Regions from separate parts of the Anas platyrhynchos genome. Here region 1 is linked to region 2. A link is a contact called in public Hi-C data. All regions are on one chromosome and are shown on one strand. The core of a region is the stretch at or near the end of the contact, and the rest is flanking DNA. Distances in the headings are between cores, read along the strand shown. Region 1 holds the start of BRWD3 (bromodomain and WD repeat domain containing 3). Region 2 overlaps LOC101801757 (sodium/hydrogen exchanger 2).

Region 1 (2,700 bases), core at 110-2,609, 89 kb before region 2:
ACCACGGGCCTGATACCGGCGGCTGTGGCCGTGCCGGGCCCCTCAGTGCCCTCAGGGCCCGGCTGAAAGCGGCGCCCCCCCCCCCCCCCGAGGGGGCTCCCCCGGCCCCCCTCAGGCCCGGCCCCGCCGCCGCCGGCCCGGCCTCACCTCCACCCCCCCCCCCCAACCAGTTCCTCCGCCGCCCCGCAGCCAATCAGCCGCCTCGTTACATCGCCGCCCGCCCCGCTCCGGCTTGTAAGGCGCGGCGCCATTCGCCGGGCAGGGCTCCGGTACGTGCCCTCAGATAACCCGCCCGGCCCCACAATGGGCACCCCCGGTACCCCCCCGCTGCCCCCATTACCCCCCGTTGCCCCCCCGTTAAACTCGCACACACCCGTCCTGGCCCCGTTCCGAGCCACAGCCCCGTGGGGCGCAGAGCAGCGTGGGGGGGGTCCCGGGCTGAGGACATGGGGTGGGGTGGGGGGGCACAGAGCCGGTACCGGAGGGTTTTGGGGTTTTTTGGGGTGTGTGGGGGGGGGTTTATGGGGTGTGGGCTCACCAGGTCCTCGAAGCTCCGCCGGTGCTCCTTGCCCTGCCAGTCCAGGCGCCGGGGGATCAGCTGCGGGGAGGGACGGGGGCGGCGGTCAGACCCCTCCCTGGGGGGATGGGGGGGGGGGGGGGCAGCTCCGAGCCCCCCCCATACGGCTCGGGGCAGCCCCCCAAAAGGCTCAGCCCGGCCCTCCCGGCCGTGCTTCGCCCCCCACACCCCATCCCATCCTGGGCACCGGGGCTGTGCCGTGCCGGGACAGCTCAGCCCCCGGCTGCCCCTTACCTGGTGCTCCTCCAGCTCCTCCACCAGCACCTGCGGGGACAGGGCAGCGGCACACAAAGGGCGTGAGGCCGGACACCCGCAGCACCCCGGCTCCCCCCCCCCCCCCACCTCCTCCCCACCTCCTCACAGCCCTCCCGCTGCCCTCCTGCCCCGTCCCGTCCCGTCCCGTCCCGTCCCCGCCCGGCCCGGCCGCGCTCACCTGGGCGGATTTCTTGCAGGGCCCGGACTGCAGGAACCTGGCGATCAGGTAGTAGAGCTCTGAGGGAAGGAGGAACAAGGAGGGAGAAGGGGACGCGGTTACAAAGCAACCGTGCAGCCACCGAGCCCCCCCACTCACCCCCCAGCCTCCAGCGCTACCCACCGGCTTCCAGCTGCGTCGGGGCGGCCGCTGCCGCCATCCTCCGACGGAGGAGGAGGAGGCCCGGGGGAAGGGGGGGAGAAGGGGCAGCGGCGGGTGTCTCCCCGAGGTGTCGCCGCTCCTCCTACAGCGGCCGAGCCCCTACGGGCGAGCCCCGGTGCGCGGCCGAGCCGCTCGCCCCGCCGCGGCTCCCCGCCGGCTTCATGGCAGCGCCGCCGGCCCCGCCGCTCTGCCCGGCCCGCAGCGCACAGCGGCCCGCAGGGAGCCCCGCCCGCCGCACGGGGGCGCTGCCGGGAGCCTCCCGCAGCCGGGGAGCGCCCAGGCGGAAGGACCGGGCAGGGGAGGACCGGGCATGGCCTCGCTTCCTCCCTCCCCCCCCCGGTTCCTCCCCCGGTTGCTCTCCCGGTTTCCTCCTCCTCCTCCCCTCACGGTCCCGGCCCGGGTCGAGGGCCTCCGGGGTGCCCCGGAACGGAAAGGCCGCGGGTAGCCGGGGTGTGCGGTGGGCCGTTGGTGTGAGGCGAAAATAAAAGAAAATAAAGAAAATAATAAATATAGGTTTTAAAATAAAGAAAATAAATCACAGAATCACAGAATTTCTAGGTTGGAAGAGACCCCAAGATCATCGAGTCCAACCTCTGACCTAACACTAACAGTCCCCACTAAACCATATCCCTAAGTTCTACATCTAAACGTCTTTTAAAGACCTCCAGGGATGGTGACTCCACCACCTCCCTGGGCAGCCCATTTCAATGCCTCACAACCCTTTCGGTAAAGAAGTTCTTCCTAACATCCAACCTAAAACTCCCCTGGTGCAACTTAAGCCCATTCCCCCTCGTCCTGTCACCAGGCACCTGGGAGAACAGGCCAACCCCCACCTCTCTACAGCCTCCTTTAAGGTATCTGTAGAGAGCAATAAGGTCACCCCTGAGCCTCCTTTTCTCCAGGAAAGAAAATAAAGAAAATAACTGTCCTGAGTTAGGCTCGCTAAGTCGTTTTCTCTCTTATTCTCCATTTCATCCACCGTACATGAGGCAAAACGTTGGGGGACAGGGCCCACAAGCGCTCCTGTGCACCTGGCAGGAACCAAACGGGAGCTCCCCCAACAAACATAAAGGTGCCCAAAACAAATTAATGCATTGTGGATACCCAGGAATTGCCTTTCTGTGCTTGACTGAAACGTAAATAGGAACTTTTAGCCATCGGTACGCGGCACCCGCTGTTACCAGAGTGTCATCGCCTCAGCACTTTAAGGCAGGGATGGACGCCCAGAGGACGCAGCCCTGCCAAGGTTACAGGACGTGGGGCGGCTTTAGGAGCCAAATCCTGATTGTTTCCTCCCACTGTCCAGGAAATAAAGACATGACGGTGAGGCATGTGCTCTTGCCAAAGAAAAAAAGGCACAATATTGACCCCTGTAGATACTCCTAAGGGAAGCAAGTCACTTTTCCATAGGAAGCGTCCTGTCAAAACTTCAGAAATCTATCCCACTTCAGAGATAAGTTGCTAAAACACTGAGTGAATGGACAACATT
Region 2 (2,700 bases), core at 21-2,520:
GGATAATACTAAAAATCCTTTGCAGAGTTCAGAGTCCTCCTGAAGGAAACTCCAGTTTTCCAGGTGGACTGTGATAAGCACGAGGCTGAGGGGAAAAAAGAAAATTTACTACAAGATGACCTGATTAAATTTTATAGTCCTACAAAGTCCCCCAACCTGTCGCCAGTCACTGGTATCTGTTGTATTCCCCCAAATCAAAAATGTCTGGGGCTGGAAGAAAAGCCCTTCTCCAGGGGCTTTGTGGAATTTTTGGGAATACACCCCCTTGGCCCTGGCCAAGTCCCAGTCATCAGTGTTTACCAGTTCAGTGATGTTCCACTGCAGAATATATCTTACAATTGTGAGTTTGAGATAATCAATATATTAGATATATTTATGAGATATGTATCTATTTGCTCTTTTCGTTTGATGTGTTGCCGTCTTCTTTCCTGTTTTTCAGGGGTTCTTGTACTGACCTTCTTCGTGAACAGGTTTCATGTGAACACTGTCACCAGCAAAGACCAGTTCATTATAGCGTATGGGGGTCTCCGCGGAGCCATTTGTTTCTCTTTGGTTTTCTTGCTTCCTGACTTTCACAGAAAGAAGCTCTTCATTGCAGCAACTACTGTTGTCATCCTCTTCACCGTGTTTGTACAGGTAAAAATGCTCAGTCCAAAGGAATGAGAGATTCCTTTGCAGATGTAGAGAATGAGCATGATATATATATGTTTTTCAGCTGAATAACCAGTACTAAGCTATTAGATCTGATGCACAAGCTAATGGATAATCTGTAGTTATTTTATGACGATTCAGCAGTAAGGGGATTGTGCTATCTCTTCCACTGGAAAAAAATTTGGGTGTGTTTCTTGTTATAAAAGCCAGGAAAATCAACAGTAAATGAAGTCATAACACATATGATTTATTTGCTTTTTTTTTTTTTTTTTTTTTTTTTTAACTGAGCATTAATGAGCATTAAGCCTTGTTGCTTTCTGCTTTCTCTTTTGGCTGTAGCAATTTCTTCAGTCATATTGCAGAATCACAACAGTGATTCTTGCACAGAAACCTTCCTCTTGCACCCACGTTTTTGCACAGCAGTTGCTGCTTTGGGTCCGCTGGATCTCGAAGAGGGAACAAGTTTTGCTAACGAGGGAACCTCATCTTGCTAACGGGGTCCCAACACAAGCGTGCAGAAGTTCCTATCAAAACTCCTCTGTGCTGGGATTACCCTGTGCATGCATTTCTGTGGCTCTGCCAGCAGTGCTGTGGTGGCTTTGTTTGGCGGATCCCGTTGGGTCCCGGGTGCTGTGCTCTCCTTAGGGCCACGCTCGGCATCACCCTGACACCTGGCGGTGGCACAGCTCCGCGGGGCCTCCCGCTGCCCAGGAGCAAGCCTCCAACTCCCAGGCTGCTGCAAGGGTTTCCCTGAAATAACTCCTTTCACTTCACCACTTAAATGCTGTCGTGTCCAAATGAGGATGCAGCGGAAAAAATTGGGGTCGTCTGGTCCCGAAGCGAGCGGGGTCAGGCATGTGATGCTGAGCAGGGTGCTGAGCGGGGCTGCCCTCCTGCCGCCCCCCTCACACCCCGAGCCCCTTCTCCTGCCCTGGAGCAGCTGCTGGGCCTGCAGGAGGTGTCGGGTCAGGGCGACAGCTGCCGAGCATCGCCCCGCCGCACCGAGCCCCTTCTGCTCGGCCCCCTGAGCGTGGGTGTTGGGCTCCTGAGCAATGCAGAGGGGGCCGTGTTTGTGCTGGGGTCGACTCAGGGCTTCCCCACGTCCTCCTAATCCACATCATGAGCCAAAAATTCCTCACAAGTGTGACGTGCCCATGGGCTGGGAGCGGGGTGCCGCAGGGCAGCTGCACTGGGCCCAGCTCGCAGGGCTCCGCTGCGGGCTGAAAGGGGAGAGCAGGGGCCAGGGGGTGGGGGGAGCGCGGTTAGGTGGAGGGTGACAAGTTTTAAGATGCAAATGTGGGTCAGAAATTGAAAAGATACGGTCACTAGGCACGTCCGCTCATGCAGAGACGCTCTTGAGCCTCAGACAAAGGTTGTTCTAAGGCAGCAGCTCCATTCTGCAGAGCCCTCGGAAAATCCTTCCCAGGACCGGGAAAGGGCCTTTGTGTAACCTCAAAGCTCGGCTGGTGATGTCATCTCCGTGCTAAAGGGTGAGAGTTAAACAGGGTCCCCCGCGGGTTCGTGGCAGCGGGGCGACCCCTTGACCCGCAGCCATTCAGCGGGGGCACAGCCCCTGCTAAGGCAGGCTCGGCGCGGGCTCCAGGTACCCGCAGTGTTGGGCCGCCGAGGCCACCACAAGAATAATGGGATGAGGGAGTAAATTTGCTCAAAAACTGAGACAGAAGTATATTGCTGCAGCCCAGCACAGAAAACATAAGCAAAAAATACAGATGCAGGTATTAAGGTGAACCACCAGAAAGGCGGATTTATAAATGAGTCCTGCAGCTTCAGAAGCCACTTCATTTTCTTGGAAATGTTGACGATACTGTCTGAAAAGCCTTGTGCCATGCAGACTAACAGCCAGCGGTAGGGCTTGTCCATACATGGGTCTGTCGGTGCTTTATATAGCCCAGGAAACATGGCTATTTTGGTCTTTCTAGCTCAGTTGCATGAGGTTCTTCCCACCACAGGCCTGGTTAATGATTTTGGGAAGGCTGACTGAGGAGTTGTCAGTTCCTCAGTGCTCACTCTCTCAGCCTATTGGCCTCT

The links. A called contact is a pair of places that touch in the nucleus more often than the background predicts.
Region 1: a Hi-C map of skeletal muscle shows a contact between it and region 2, with 2.0 times the contacts expected there. The contact joins the promoter of BRWD3 here to the enhancer-like site in region 2. A contact is called at or near these places in 3 of 8 Hi-C or Micro-C datasets (skeletal muscle and subcutaneous adipose tissue).

What each region holds. Positions count from the first base shown.
Region 1 is chr10:23,179,604-23,182,303 of IASCAAS_PekinDuck_T2T, reverse strand. BRWD3 (bromodomain and WD repeat domain containing 3) reads right to left here and starts at 1,359. Exons shown (of 40, transcript XM_038184198.2): 1 at 1,173-1,359; 2 at 1,011-1,069; 3 at 812-841; 4 at 539-598. The coding sequence starts at 1,209.
Region 2 is chr10:23,090,066-23,092,765 of IASCAAS_PekinDuck_T2T, reverse strand. It overlaps LOC101801757 (sodium/hydrogen exchanger 2), which reads left to right. Exons shown (of 13, transcript XM_038184632.2): 6 at 440-636. Among named protein-coding and RNA genes, the nearest start is that of SH3BGRL, 53 kb to the left of the region's middle. Within about 2 kb of position 1,270, at least 2 of the 8 cell types and tissues checked have an H3K27ac peak or open chromatin away from gene starts, as enhancers often do.